Regions from separate parts of the Oryctolagus cuniculus genome. Here region 2 is linked to region 1. The links are chromatin contacts, called in public Hi-C maps. All regions are on one chromosome and are shown on one strand. Each heading gives the region's core, a stretch centred on a gene start, on an enhancer-like site or on the middle of the called end of the contact. The rest is flanking DNA. Distances are from core to core; before and after follow the strand shown. Region 1 holds the start of ZNF784 (zinc finger protein 784). Region 2 overlaps SSC5D (scavenger receptor cysteine rich family member with 5 domains).

Region 1 (6,692 bases), core at 2,982-5,481:
CGCCTGCGGGAAGACGTTCCGCTACCGCTCCAACCTGCTGGAGCACCAGCGGCTGCACCTGGGCGAGCGCGCCTACCGCTGCGAGCACTGTGGCAAGGGCTTCTTCTACCTGAGCTCCGTGCTGCGCCACCAGCGCGCCCACGAGCCGCCGCGGCCCGAGCTGCGCTGCCCCGCCTGCCTCAAGGCCTTCAAGGACCCCGGCTACTTCCGGAAGCACCTGGCGGCCCACCAGGGCGGGCGGCCCTTCCGCTGCTCCTCCTGCGGCGAGGGCTTCGCCAACACCTACGGGCTCAAGAAGCACCGCCTGGTGCACAAAGCCGAGGGCCTGGGCGCGCCCGGGGCGCCGGCGCCGGGGGCGGGGGCCCTGCCGGGGAAGGACGCCTGACCGGGGCTCCCGCCCGGCGGTGTCCAGGCCGCTCGTCACACTGCGCCCTCCCCGCTGTCCCCCCCGTGACGCCAGAACTCCAGGCTAGCCCCCGCCCCCCGGCCCTGCAAACTCGGCACCGGGTCGCCCCCGTGCCCCATCAGACACTGCCCGGTCCTCCGCCCAGCCCCGTTTCGTAACCCTCGTCAGTCGCCCCCTCCCTCCCCTCGGCGTTCTGCCCCCAGCAAGCCTCGGGGGCCATGGGTGTGAGCCGCCCTCCCCGCCGGACAGCGGCTGACCAGCGAGCAAGGCGGGAGGGCACGGGGGCGCTGCGTGCTCTTTTGGGTGTGGGGTGGGGGCGGGGTGGCAGACGCGGCTTGTACAGAGTGGAGACTAATAAACCTTGTCCACAGGGTGCCGGCGTCCGCCTGTGCATCTCAGAGACGGGCGCCTGGGGATCGGGCCCCCTCTGCCCCCCACTCCGCTCCTGGGGAGGCCTCGACGTCCGGGTGCTTTCGCCCCCTAGGGCGCCCTCTCCTGAGGCCCCTGGGAAAGCGGTGAGCTGGACCTGCCCCTCGCCCTGGGGAAGCAAGAGGGCACACAGCGCCCGCCCCTAGGAGCGGCCGGGGCAGTGAGCCGAGCGTGCTGCGACGTGCGTTGGGTTTCCCGCTTGCCGGGAGTCCGGTGCCTCAGAGGCCCCCAGCACGGTTGGGGCTTCAGCCCGAGTGCCTGGCTACTGGGGCTGGAAGATGGAGCGGGGTAAGGGGTAATCACGCCAGGGCAGGTCGCGAGCGGCCAAAGGGAGGGCAGGGACCCTGGGTAGCTGCCTGTTCTCATTAATGAAGGCCCCGCACGTGCCTGTGCGGTGCAGGCGGGCGGAAGCTCATTTCCGGCGAGCTTGGGGTGGTTATACCCGAGCAGGTACTCCCCAGGTAAAGTGGGCACGTCCCTAGGCGAGGGCTTAGCCGCCTCCACCTTGGAGAATTTCGGATTGGGTGGCCGCAGAGAGGAGGGGCGGGGTCGGGTATGTGTGTGCTGGACCTTGGGGTGGGTCGATTTGCTGGCTGGAGCCTGGATACCACCCACCGGCCATCTCATTCACACGGCCACTCGGCTCAACGCCTGTTTCGGCAGCAGGAGCCGTGGACTGCAGCCATGGGGCAGGGCTTGGCCGCTGTCCCTATGTGAGGGCACTGCTGGGCTGGCCCCCGAGGGTGGGAAGAAGGAAGGTCGGATTCGGATGCCAGACGTGTTGAACCGGCTCAGTAAAGGGTTAGGCGCAGGGAAGTGGCCCCGGTTTCTGGCTTGGTCCTGGTGGCCTGGGGGTGGGGGGTGGGCAGGAGTTGGGTTTGCTCCTGATCTGTGTGTGCGGTGCCTCCCGGAGGAGGCTGGGTGAGCAGGAGTGTGAAAATCGGGGACTCCCTCCTTGACAAGCGCCAATCACCGGGCCCCTCTGTCGTGCCCAGTTTCTGAGACCAACCCCCTTCTAGGAGCGAAGACGCCCCCTCCCCAGAGCAGCCTGGACACGAGACCAACAGGGCCTTCATAAAGTCCTTTAATAGGAACGGGAGGGCTCTGGCCCACACCAGCCACCCCTCTGACTCCTGGGGCCCCGCAGCTGTGCCCCCGGTTCCCCGGTACTGCGGGAGCCTGGATGGGGGAGGGGCGGCCACCCTGGGAGCAGCTCTCGGAGTCGGGATCCACAGCCTGGCTTGCATCCCGCAGGTGCCAAGGCTCTCAGCGGTGGCCTGGGCACCCTCTAGCTGGACGTGATGGGACCCCGGTCTCCCGGTGGACGCCTGCTGCTTGGGGCGGGGAGGGGGGGCGGGCTCCCAGGTCCAGTGCAATCCAGTGAGGTAGGCAAAAAGTCCACCCTGGCCCTCCCGAGGGGAGCCCCCCGACGGGCCAGGATTGTGCGCAAGAGGCCTGGACCAGGAACACAACGCCGATTCTCCCCCACAGCCGTGCCCAGGCATCTAGAGAGGAGGCAGGCGGGGTGCGCGGTCCGCCCTGGTCCCGCGCGGAGCTGGGCACCTGCGCCTTCCTCACAGAGGGCCGCGGGGAGTCTGGGCCTCTCCCCCGCGCCCGCCCCCGCCTACGGGTCGTTCTCCGCCTTCGTCTCGGCGCGCCCCGCCCCGCACGCGCTCCCGGGCCCCCCGCCCAGCCCCGGGCCTGGCCCGTGGAAGTGCGTGCGCTGGTGCTTGCGGAAGTTGGAGGAGTTGTTGAAGGTGCGGTCGCAGAGGCCGCAGCGGAAGGGGCGCTCGCCCGTGTGGATGCGCGCGTGGCCGCTGAGCACCGAGGACTGCGTGAAGCCCTTGCCGCACACGCCGCAGTGGTAGGGCCGCTCGCCCGTGTGCACGCGCTCGTGGTCCCGCATGTCGGACGAGCGGCGGAACGGCTTGGCGCAGAAGCGGCAGGCGAACGGCTTCCCCACGGCCGCGCCGGCCGCCGCCGCCGCCAGCACCACCTCGGCGCGCTCGGCCGGCGGCCCGGGCCCCTGCCCGCCCGCCGCGGCCGCCTCCGGGGGCCTGCGCGGGGCTCCGGGCTCCACGCCGTGCCGGCGCTGGTGGCGCAGCAGCGGCGCCAGGGCCTTGAAGGCCCGCGGGCACCGGGCGCAGCGGTAGGGCCGCTCGCCCGTGTGCAGGCTGTAGTGGGCGCGCAGGCTGGCGGGGCCCGGGCAGCGGTGGCCGCACACGTGGCACCGGCCGGGGTCTCCGTCCGCCCGGGCCAGGTGGCCGTGCTCGTGGAACAGCAGGTCCGACACCAGCCGGAAGGCGGCGGGGCACAATGCGCAGCGCAGGGAGCCTGGCTCCGGGGGCTCGGGGACCAGCGTGGTGTCCGTCACCTTCACCACCTGGATCTCGATGAGGTCACTCGGGGGCGTGGGCGGGCGGCCAGCGTCGGGCAGCAGGACCTGGGGGGGGGGGGTAAGAGGAGGAGGAGGGGAAGCTGTGGCGCTGCACAAGACCTCTGCGGTCTGCACACCCCCCGACCCGCACAGCCCCCGCTGCCCGACGGGGACTCTGGGTCCGGCCCCTAAAGGGACCTGCGCCTGCCCGGAGCAGCCTGAGCGGCCTGCCGACCACACCGAGTGTCCGCTGGAGACCCTCCGAGGGCTCCGAGGGCACCCGGACCCGCTCATCTCGCCGACCCCGAGGACGGCTCCCCTCGGAGTGCAGCCCCCCCCCCCCCGTCCTGGCTCACTCTGATTTCCTGTCCTTTATAGAAGGAGTCGCCAGCAACCTCCGAGCGCTGTCCCTCTGCCCGCAGGACACCCCCGGCTCCGGGAGAACAGAGGCCCAGCGCGGCTCGGACACCGGCCTCCCGGAGCCCGGGGCCGCGCTCCGTAAGTGCGCGCGCGCGGAAAGAACGGACGTCCCCGCCCCCCAGGACTTCCCTAGGGCAGGGTCCCTCCCCGCATCCCCGGGACCCGACCCCAACCCTCCCGGGATCACCCAGGGTCACCCTCCCCAACACTGCCACCCGGCTCCACTAGCCCCGCCCGGGATTCCCGAGCCCGCCCCTCCGCGACTCCGCCCCTGATCATGCAAATCAAACCCCGCCCCCAGTCACCGCTGGCCTCGGGCCCCGCCCCCTCAGCTCCCCCAGGACGGAGCCCTGAATACCTGCCCGCTACGCCCAAGCTTCCCAAGTCCCGCCCCCCCGCCCCCATCCCCTGCACCTCGAGACCCTCACCCAGGCCCCCTTTTCACCCGCACCAGGTCCGGAGGCTCCGGGGACCGCGACTCCGGGGTCGCTGAGCTCGGGCTCGGGGGCTCCGGGCGCGCGGCGGCCATCTTGTGCCCGAGTCCCGCCCCCGAGGCCAATGAGTGCTGCGGAGGGGGGCGGGGCTCGGGCCGGCGACGGGCTACTGCGCAGGCGCCCTGCGGGGTGGCGGGGGCGTGGCTGTGGCTGGCGGGGCGGGGCTGTGGCTGGAGGGGCGTGGCGGGGCGCTCCCCGAGCCGCGGCCGGGAGGTTTGGCGCGGTTTTCGCGTTACCGCTGGTGCGGCGGCGGGGAGCAAACCGAACGCCCGCCGCCGTGAGCCGGCGCGAGCAGCCCCCCGGCCCCGGGATTGAACCTCCGCGGTGTGGCAGAGAAAACCTTTTCGGGGTTGGCGCGGCTCGTGGTGACGTCATGGCGCCGAGTTCGCGAATGTGAGGTATTTTTTAAAGTTCGCGATGACGTCATGGCTCCGAGTTCGCGAATGCGAGGTTTTTTTTTTTTTTTTCCCCCAAAGCCCGTGGAAAGAAACCCCGAAAACAGCGCGGACCTGAGAGGAAGCAGAGCCCACAGGTGGGCGTGGCGTCTGGCGGGAGCAGCCCGGGGCCGCGCGTGTCCGGCAGCACCGAGGACCGGGCCCCGGGCGGGTCCGCAGCGACGTCCGGATCTCGCCTCCGCGTGGACTCAGGGTGGGGCCGCGCCTCTCCCTTAGCGCGTCCCGTGGGAGCGGGGAGTCCGCGTGGGAGCGGGGTGGGGCCGCCTCTCCCTTAGCGCCTCCCGTGGGAGCGGGGAGTCCGCGTGGGAGCGGGGTCATGCCGGCTGCAGGCGGGCTAGACCACGGCCGGTGTCGGGGGCCCAGTGCATGCTGGGTGGCACTGGTATTCAAGCCCCGTTTGGGTGTCCACGCAGGCAAAGCAGCCACAGTGCCGACGCCTTGCCCCTAAAGCAGGTTTTTAGAAGATTTATTTATTTACTTGAAAGGCAGAGAGAGCTACCGGGAGGCAGAGAGAGAGAGAGAGAGAGAGAGAGAGAGAGAGGTCTTCCATCTGCTGGTTCACTCCCCCACTGGCGGCAACGGCCAGAGCTGCACCGATCCGAAGCCAGGAGCCAGGAGCTTCCTCCTGGTCTCCCACGCAGGTGCAGGGGTCCCAGGACTTGGGCCATCTTCTACTGCTTTCCCAGGCCACAGCAGAGAGCTGGATGGGAAGTGGAGCAGCCTGGACTCGAACCGGCGCCCATATGGGAAGCCGGCGCCGCAGGAGGCGGCTTTACCCGGTGAGCCACAGCGCCGCCCGGCCCCTAAGGCATTTAGGCCCACGTTGGTTCTGTCCTCACGCTGCAGCCTGCTCACTCAGATACACAGAGCTCTCACTCAGATGTCTTCTATGATGGACCAGTTCTGCACACAAAGGCTGGCAGTGACACAGTGACTCCTGCGCCCCCTCCCCAGCCCCTCCCCATGCATTACAGACACAGCTGAGCCCTGTGTCCTTCCATACCCGCCCAAGGCATGCATGGCTCTGTCCGGCGCTCCCAGCACGTCTCTAACTTTGCTGCATCAGTGACCTGATATGCTGTCCTGAGCCGGTGCTGTGGCGCAGCGGGTGAAGCCTATGGGCGCCAGTCGGAGTCCCGGCGCTCCACCTCCAACCCAGCTCCCTGCTAATGCGCCTGGCAAAGCAGCCGAAGGAAGCGTTTAAGTCCTTGGGCCCCTGCACCGTCTTGGGAGGTCTGGGTGAAGCTCCAGGCTCAGCCATTGCTGTCGTTTGGGGCGTGAACCAGTCTGTCTCTCCCTCTCTCCCTGTACCTCTGCCTTTCAAAGAAATAGATGTCTTTTAAAAAAGAAATAGTAGGGGCCAGCGCTGTGGTGCAGTGGGTTAAGCAGCTGCCTGCAGTGCTGGCTTTTCACACGGGCGCCGGTTCAAGTCCCGGCTGCTCTGCTTCCGCTCCAGCTCCCTGCAAAGCGCCTGGGAAAGCAGCAGAGGATGGCCCAAGTCCTCGGACCCCTGCACCCGCGTGGGAGACCCAGAAGAAGCTCCTGGCTCCTGACTTTGGCCTGGTCCAGCCCTGACTATTACGGCCATTTGGGGAGTGAACCAGCAGACGGACTATCTCTCTCTGTGTCTCTCCCTCTCTGTAACTCTGAATTTCAGATGAATAAATAAATGTTTTTTAAGAATAAAAAATTGTACCTTCAACTGTAGCCATCCGCAGAACTTGTCCTCACTGTCCTCGCTGACACAGGTTTGGTGGTTGTCTGCATGGGCACCCGCAGTCCTCACTCGCTGCGCGGTGTGGCAGCCTCCACCCGGCTACGTGACAAGCGCTTGTCCTCACGCTCACACACCTTAGGTCGGATCCAATTTCTTGTCACGACTACAAGCGCTGCACCACAGATGTGCGGGCCCGGGTCTCCTTGAAAGGGAGCAGTACTCTGTAGGTTGTGTTCCTGGGGCTTGAATGGCTGGGTCAAAGAAGAGGAATACCTTCGGCCTCGATACGGCCACTGAGCCGGGCAGCTGACCTCTGCAAAGCTGTCCCTGAGTGTCACGAGCGCGGGCGTTTGTGCCTTTGCGGGCCCTCTCGGCCACAAAATACATCGCAGAT
Region 2 (7,466 bases), core at 2,299-4,798, 79 kb before region 1:
TCGTCCAGCCTGGCGCGACCCCGCAGGTCAGAGAGGGCGGCCGGAAACCCCAAAGGAGAACCAGCAAAAGATGCAAACAGATGTCACGTGGAGAGGGGAGCCCACGTGGCCACGTCTACGTGGACGTGCTCACGGCCACCAAGGATCAAGAAATGCAAAGGACGAGGAAGGAGGGAGCTGGGTAGCAGCAGGGACGGGGGAGGCCGTGGCGGGACGGCAGAGGTAGGCAGCATTTTCTTCATGGAGGTTCAGCGTGCTTTACGCGGTGAGCCGCAACCCCGCCCCTACGCGCACGTCCCGGAGCGAGTCTTACCCAGGCCGCGGGAGGTCACAGCTGAGGCCCCGTGCGGTGCTGCTGGAGGCGAGGGGCGCTTACCCAGGCCGCGGGAGGTCACAGCTGGGGCCCCGTGCGGTGCTGCTGGAGGCGAGGGGCGCTTACCCAGGCCGCGGGAGGTCACAGCTGAGGCCCCGTGGGTGCTGCTGGAGGCGAGGGGCGCTTACCCAGGCCGCGGGAGGTCACAGCTGAGGCCCCGTGGGTGCTGCTGGAGGCGAGGGGCGCTTACCCAGGCCGCGGGAGGTCACAGCTGAGGCCCCGTGGGTGCTGCTGGAGGCGAGGGGCGCTTACCCAGGCCGCGGGAGGTCACAGCTGAGGCCCCGTGCGGTGCTGCTGGAGGCGAGGGGCGCTTACCCAGGCCGCGGGAGGTCACAGCTGAGGCCCCGTGCGGTGCTGCTGGAGGCGAGGGGCGCTTACCCAGGCCGCGGGAGGTCACAGCTGAGGCCCCGTGCGGTGCTGCTGGAGGCGAGGGGCGCTTACCCAGGCCGCGGGAGGTCACAGCTGGGGCCCCGTGCGGTGCTGCTGGAGGCGAGGGGCGCTTACCCAGGCCGCGGGAGGTCACAGCTGGGGCCCCGTGCGGTGCTGCTGGAGGCGAGGGGCGCTTACCCAGGCTGCGGGAGGTCACAGCTGGGGCCCCGTGGGTGCTGCTGGAGGCGAGGGGCGCTTACCCAGGCTGCCGGAGGTCACAGCTGGGGCCCCGTGTGGTGCTGCTGGAGGCGAGGGGCGCTTACCCAGGCCGCGGGAGGTCACAGCTGGGGCCCCGTGCGGTGCTGCTGGAGGCGAGGGGCGCTTACCCAGGCTGCCGGAGGTCACAGCTGGGGCCCCGTGGGTGCTGCTGGAGGCGAGGGGCGCTTACCCAGGCTGCCGGAGGTCACAGCTGGGGCCCCGTGGGTGCTGCTGGAGGCGAGGGGCGCTTACCCAGGCCGTGGGAGGTCACAGCTGAGGCCCCGTGCGGTGCTGCTGGAGGCGAGGGGCGCTTACCCAGGCTGCGGGAGGTCACAGCTGAGGCCCCCCCGTGCGGTGCTGCTGGAGGCGAGGGGCGCTTACCCAGGCCGCGGGAGGTCACAGCTGAGGCCCCGTGCGGTGCTGCTGGAGGCGAGGGGCGCTTACCCAGGCCGCGGGAGGTCACAGCTGAGGCCTCGTGCGGTGCTGCTGGAGGCGAGGGGCGCTTACCCAGGCCGCGGGAGGTCACAGCTGGAGGCGAGGGGCGCTTACCCAGGCCGCGGGAGGTCACAGCTGAGGCCCCGTGCGGTGCTGCTGGAGGCGAGGGGCGCTTACCCAGGCCGTGGGAGGTCACAGCTGAGGCCCCGTGGGTGCTGCTGGAGGCGAGGGGCGCTTACCCAGGCTGCAGGAGGTCACAGCTGGAGGCGAGGGGCGTGCAAGCCATGGGGGGAATGGACGGGAGACAGGCACAGGACTCTGCGTGACCAGGGTGCGCACAGCAGAGCAGGGAGCAAGAACGCGGAGGGCACAGGGGGTTCCAGCCGAATGGCGCGCAGAAGTTAGAAGCCAAGTGCAGAAGCCCTGGCACGCAGCGTCTAAAACGCCGTCTCTAAGGACGGGTGTCAGGCTCGCCGGGGGAGCCCGTGGGAGCGAGCAGGGAGGGTGCGGCCTGGAGAGGAAGAGCATCTGAACGGAAGCCGGAGGGACCGTGTGACCGCGACATCCTGCGGGGGGCGGTCCGTGGGGCTTTGTGCTTAAGTCTGAAAGCCGGGAGCCCGCTCCCAGCCCGGCGTCCGAGCTCATCCTGTCCTGTGCACGCACACGACCATGCCGGCTGCCAGCCCGGCGTCCGAGCCGCTGCCGCGTCTCACCTGGTGGAGACGGAGGAAAGAATGACCGAGCCGCGCAGCGGTGTCGGGCGTGCCCTGCGCTCATCCTGTCCTGTCCACGCACACGACCGTGCCCGGTCACAGGCCGGGGCGCCGAGGCACGGGTGTCACCAGAGTGCCGTCCGGAGCTTTGCACAGGCCTGCGCTCCCCAAGGGGGCGCCTCAGCCGTGCACGGCCGGGTCTGGGTGAGGGAGAAGCAGGCGGTGCAGGCACCTGCCGGGACTGGGGTTTGGCTCCGGCGTGAGGCCGACCCCTTGACTCACCCACCTCTCCAACCCTGCAGCCGGCAGCCAGGGAAGGGGTGTGCCTCAGAGACCCCACAGGCTCGAGTGGGGGTCTCCAGTGCTGAGCGGGCCCCCGTGCTTCAGCTAACACAGGTGACAGCTCCCCACGGATCCATGTTCGGGAAAGCCCAGCTCCCGGTCTGCACGTGCCACGTCTCGCCGGCTGGTAGCCGCACGTGGCCAGTGGCCGTCATGGAGACGGTGGTGTCCGGTCACTCGGTGCAGGCCACTGGGGTCCGGGCCTCTTGGCGTGATTGCCCTCGTCTGTGAAGGGGCGAGATCCACTTGGAGAAGCCAGGCCAGGAAGAGGGCGAGGGTCCTCTGGGCCCCGAGCTGCCGAAGGTGACATACAAATGCAGGCATGTCAGTTTTTTTAAAAATCAAAATTAATGCAAAAAAAAAAAAGTCCACAATGAACTAAATATCAGAATCGCAAGGAAACGGGAAAATCCTGCCCTCAGCTGCCCGCCCAATTCTGCCTTAGGTTGACGTTTTGGCTTTTGGTTCATCGCGGACCTCTCGCTTTGGTTTTGATTGCTGAAAGCCTGCATAGAAACTCGTATTTTGACGAGCAGGGTTGCACTCCTGCCCCCCCCCCCCCCCCCCCCGCACATTTCCCGCAGCAGCGGACGCCAGGTGGCGCTGCAGACGCGGCGGGGAGGAGGGGCGCTAGGGCCGGGCGAAGTCTGCCGGCGACCCCTGACGTCACGAGGCCCTGCGCCTTCCATTGGCAGGCCCGGGGGGCGGGGCCTGTCCGTGTGGGCGGGGCGAGCCGACCTCAGCGGGACCTCTGTCTGCTCCTCCTCCTCCTCCTCCAGGTTCCCTGAGGAAAGCGGGCCCCGAGCGCCGGCTGCTGCGGCCCACGCAGTCCCCAGCTCCCTCCGCCTCGCCGGGCACCCCTGGCGCCCCGCTGACCGCTGACTCAGGGCCACAGGTCATCCCGGACCCAGCTCCAACTGCCGAGGCGACCTCCGACCCTAACACCCTGCCGCCCACCACGGAGCCAGCCTCCTGGATGGGTCCCGACTGGGCCTTGACGACCCCTGCCCCCAGCGCAGCTCCACAGCCGGCCAGGGGGCTCTCGCCCACCCCGCCGGAAGAACTGACCGCTGGCCCCTCGGCAGCTTCGGAGGTGACCAGCCTTTCCCCTACCTCAGAGCTGACCCCAGAACCTGAGACCACTCCAGACTTGGACACAACTGCGTACCCTGGAACAGTCCCAGAGCTTTCCGGACCCACAGGCGCCGCCACACGCCCTCACCCCACAACCACCACAGCCACCACCCCTGGCCCCAGCACTAGCCCTCACCCTACCACTGCCACTCATCTCCCCAGCACCCCTCAACCCACAACCGCTATTCATCCCACAACCACCCCTCAACCGACAACAGCTGTTCAACCCACAACAGCTGTTCAACCCACAACCACTGTTCAACCCACAACAGCTGTTCAACCCACAACCACCCCTCAACCCACAACCACCCCTCAACCCACTACCATTGTTCAACCCACAACCACCCCTCAGCCCACAACCATTATTCAACACACAACCACTGTTCAACCAACCACCACCCCTCAACCCACAACCACTGTTCAACCAACAACCACTATTCAATACACAACCACTGTTCAACCAACCACCACCTCTCAACCCACAACCACTGTTCAACCCACAACCACTGTTCAACCTGCCACCACCCCTGCCCCCAACACAACTGCTCACCCCACCACCACCCTTCAACTCAGCAGGACCCTCCAATCCACCATGACTCCCGATCCTACCTCAGCCCCTGTCGTCACCACCAAGTCCCTTCCAGCCTCCTTGGGGACAGAACTTCCTTCTCTCACCCCGGCACCCACGGCGATGCCCAGCCCATATCCCCAGCAGACTGTCAAAGCACCTGCCCTTGATGCTCCCACCTCTCAGGTAGAGCCCTCTTCAGCCTCAGATTCCAGTCCAAGCATGGACCCAGTGTCCACTGAGGACTTCACAGCACCCCCTGCAGCCACCCAGAGCCCACGCTCCACCTCCGACTCCACCGTGACCCCATACCTCCACCTCTCCTCCACGGCCCTTCCCTCAGGCCAACTTCCCCCTGACCACCACACCCTCCAGCCAACTCCTGGTCAGAGCCCAGGTCCCCTTGGCCCATGTGTGGCCCCAGCACCACCCATGAGGGTCATGGCTTGTGAGCCGCCTGCCCTAGTGGAGCTGGTGGCTGCTGTGAGGGACGTGAGTGGCCAGCTGCAGAGGCTGACCCAGGTCCTGGAGCAGGACCGGCAGGAGCGCCAGACCCTGTGGCTGGGACTGACTCAGCTGGGAGAGGCCGCCCAAGGCCTGGGGCAGCTGAGTGAGGCTGTGAAGAGACTGGCAGAGGTGGCCTGGCCTCCTAGCACACCTGTGCCAACCACCACCACCCCAGAAGAGGAAGAGAGGCCTCTGAGGGGAGACGTGTGACCCTCTGCAGGGTTCGGGGGAGGGGATTTAAGATACTCTTAGCAACAACAACAAAAGCGAAAAAGTATCTGATTGAAAACAAGGCATGAGTGATGTTTCTTGGGGACAAGGGGAGCCCTGGTCAGAGAATCACAGACTGATCTTGATTTGTGAATGCTGCAAGTGCCATGTCGTCTAGAGGCCATGATCATGATGGTGGTGATGGTGATGAAGATGGTGACGGTGATGGTGGTGATTATAGTGGATGTTACTGGTGGTAGAGGTAGTGATGGTGGTGACGGTTGTGGCTATGGAGGGAGTGATGTTAAGGTGGTAGATACTGGTGGTGGTGACAGTTATGGTAGAGGTAGTGATAGTGATGGTTGTGAGGGTGGTGGTGGATGGTATTGGTGGTGATGATGTTTGTGGTTATGGTGGTGGATGATGGTGATGATGGCTGTAATTAGGGTGGTGGTGATGGTTGTGGATGGTGTTGGCAGTGATTATGGTTGATTATGGTTGTGGTGGATGGTATTGGTGATGGTTGTACATAGGGTGTTATGATGGTTGTGGTGGGTGGTGTTGGTGATGATGGTCGTGGTGGATGGTATTGGTGATGGTTGTAGGGTGTGATGATGGTTGTGGTGGGTGGTGTTGGTGATGGTTGTACATAGGGTGTGATGATGGTTGTGGTGGATGGTGTTGGTGATGGTTGTACGTAGGGTGGTAATAATGGTTGTACATAGGGTGTGATGATGGTTGTGGTGGTGGTGATGGTTGTGGTGAGGCTGGTGATCTGATGAGGGAAGGCGCCTGCTGTTGGTGAGCTTGGTGGCGGTCATGACGACGATCGAGCTCTCTGTTGTCACGCCTGTGTCCGCCTGTGGGTGAGGGGCTGATGCAGAGCACACAGTCAGTCGGTCTCTGTGGGGAATGAGTGCCTCCTCTCCATACTGACTAATGCTTACTGGGTGCTCACCGTGTCAGGCTCTGTTTTGAGGGCTTTGCGTGTGTGCTGTCACCCAGTCTCACACACACCCGCGGGGGAGGCTACGGTTACCACAGCTCAGCAGATGACCCGCGAGCCTTGGGGCTGGAGCGCTGAGCCGGTTACCTGACCTCCTGGTTGAGCCTCCCGGACTATAAAAGGAAGATAATAATAGTGCTTGCCTCGGGAGGTTGCGATCAATCCGTGCGTCTGGGAGCGCTGGGGACAGGCGTGGCTCTCAGTGCGTGGCTACTGTCGCCATCGCATCTGATGGACCGGCACAGAGAGGTGGGGGAGGTGTCCCAGGCCACGCGGGGAGCACCCAGGGCCCCCAGCACGTCTGCCTCGGTTCCAGGTCTGGCGTGGTGGTGCCCCGAGGTGGACCCTAGCATTTTTCCTTCCTCTTTTGACCCTCAGCTTTCTTGCCTGCAGACAGGGAGGCGCTAGCACCTGCCCCGTGGCGAATGGTGGTTGTGAGGTTAAATGAGTTGGTGGTGTCAGGAGGGGCCAGGCGTGCTCTGTGTGCTCCCCACTGTGCCCCACTGCACCTCCTGTCTGCTGCGCCCCTCGGCCCCCTGGTTCAGAGAGGGCCACACAGCAGAACCGGGACTCAGCCGCAGAGCTCTGATTCAAGCCCTGCTTCAGCCGCGGCCTTGGGCTCCCTCCGGGTTAGGGTTTCTGCAACTGCCGCTGCCCCTCCCTGAGTGACCTTGGGGAGGTGCCCCAGGTCGCCCTGCAGACTGAGGCCTGGCCTGAGGCAGGAATCCATCCCCTCCTCCTCCTCCCCCCTCCCCTCCTCCTCCTCTTTCTCTTCCTCCTCCCTCTCTTCCTCCTCCCCTTCCTCCTCTTCCTCCCCCCTCCTCCCCTCCTCCTCCCCTCCTCCTCCTCTCCTTCTCCTCCCCCTCCTCCTTCCTGTTCCCCTCCTCCCTCTCCACTGTTCAACCCACAACCACTTCTCCCCCTCCTCCTCTTCCTTCCCCTCCTCTTCCCCCTCCTCCTCCTCTCCTCTTCCCCCTCATCCCCTCCCCCTCCTCCTTTTCCCTTCCTCCCCCTCCTCCTCTTCCTCCCCTCTTCCTCCTCTCCTCCTCCTCCCCCTCCTCCCCCTCCTCCTTCCTGTCCCCCTCCTCCCTCTCCACTGTTCAACCCACAACCACTTCTCCCCCTCCTCCTTCTCCCCCTCTCCTCTTCCTTCTTTCCTCTCCCCCCTCCTCCTCCTCCCCTTCTCTCTCCTCCCCTCCCCCTCCTCCTTCCCCTCCCACTCCTGCTCCCCTTCCTTCTCCTCCCCCTCCTCTTCCTCCTCCTCCTCCTCTTCCCCCTCTTTCTCCTCCTCCTCCCCCTCCCCTCCTCCCCCTCCTCCTCCCCCTCCTCCTTCCTGTCCCCCTCCTCCCTCTCCTCTGTTCAACCCACAACCATTCCCCTCCCCCTCCTCCCCCTCCCGCTCTCCCCCCTCTCCTCCCCTCCCCCCTCCTTCCCCTCCCCTTCCCCTCCCCCTCCTCCTTCTCCCCCTTCTCCTCTCTTCTCTCCTCTCCCCTCCCCCTCCTCCTTCCCCTCCCACTCCTGCTCCCCTTCCTCCTCCTCCTCCTCTTCCCC

Evidence for each region. A called contact is a pair of places that touch in the nucleus more often than the background predicts.
Region 2: a Hi-C map of an unstated tissue shows a contact between it and region 1, with 1.8 times the contacts expected there. The contact joins the enhancer-like site here to the promoter of ZNF784 in region 1. A contact is called at or near these places in 2 of 6 Hi-C or Micro-C datasets (ear pinna and an unstated tissue).

The regions. Positions count from the first base shown.
Region 1 is chr18:3,369,068-3,375,759 of mOryCun1.1, reverse strand. ZNF784 (zinc finger protein 784) reads right to left here and starts at 4,231. Exons shown (of 2, transcript XM_070063618.1): 1 at 4,084-4,231; 2 at 1,904-3,278. The coding sequence starts at 4,161. The coding sequence ends at 2,460. ZNF865 (zinc finger protein 865) reads left to right here. Exons shown (of 5, transcript XM_070063615.1): 3 at 3,591-3,710; 4 at 4,603-4,774; 5 at 6,038-6,271. The coding sequence ends at 6,156.
Region 2 is chr18:3,446,188-3,453,653 of mOryCun1.1, reverse strand. It overlaps SSC5D (scavenger receptor cysteine rich family member with 5 domains), which reads left to right. Exons shown (of 14, transcript XM_070063625.1): 14 at 3,270-4,991. The coding sequence ends at 4,909. Among named protein-coding and RNA genes, the nearest start is that of SSC5D, 28 kb to the left of the region's middle. Within about 2 kb of position 3,548, at least 1 of the 8 cell types and tissues checked has an H3K27ac peak or open chromatin away from gene starts, as enhancers often do.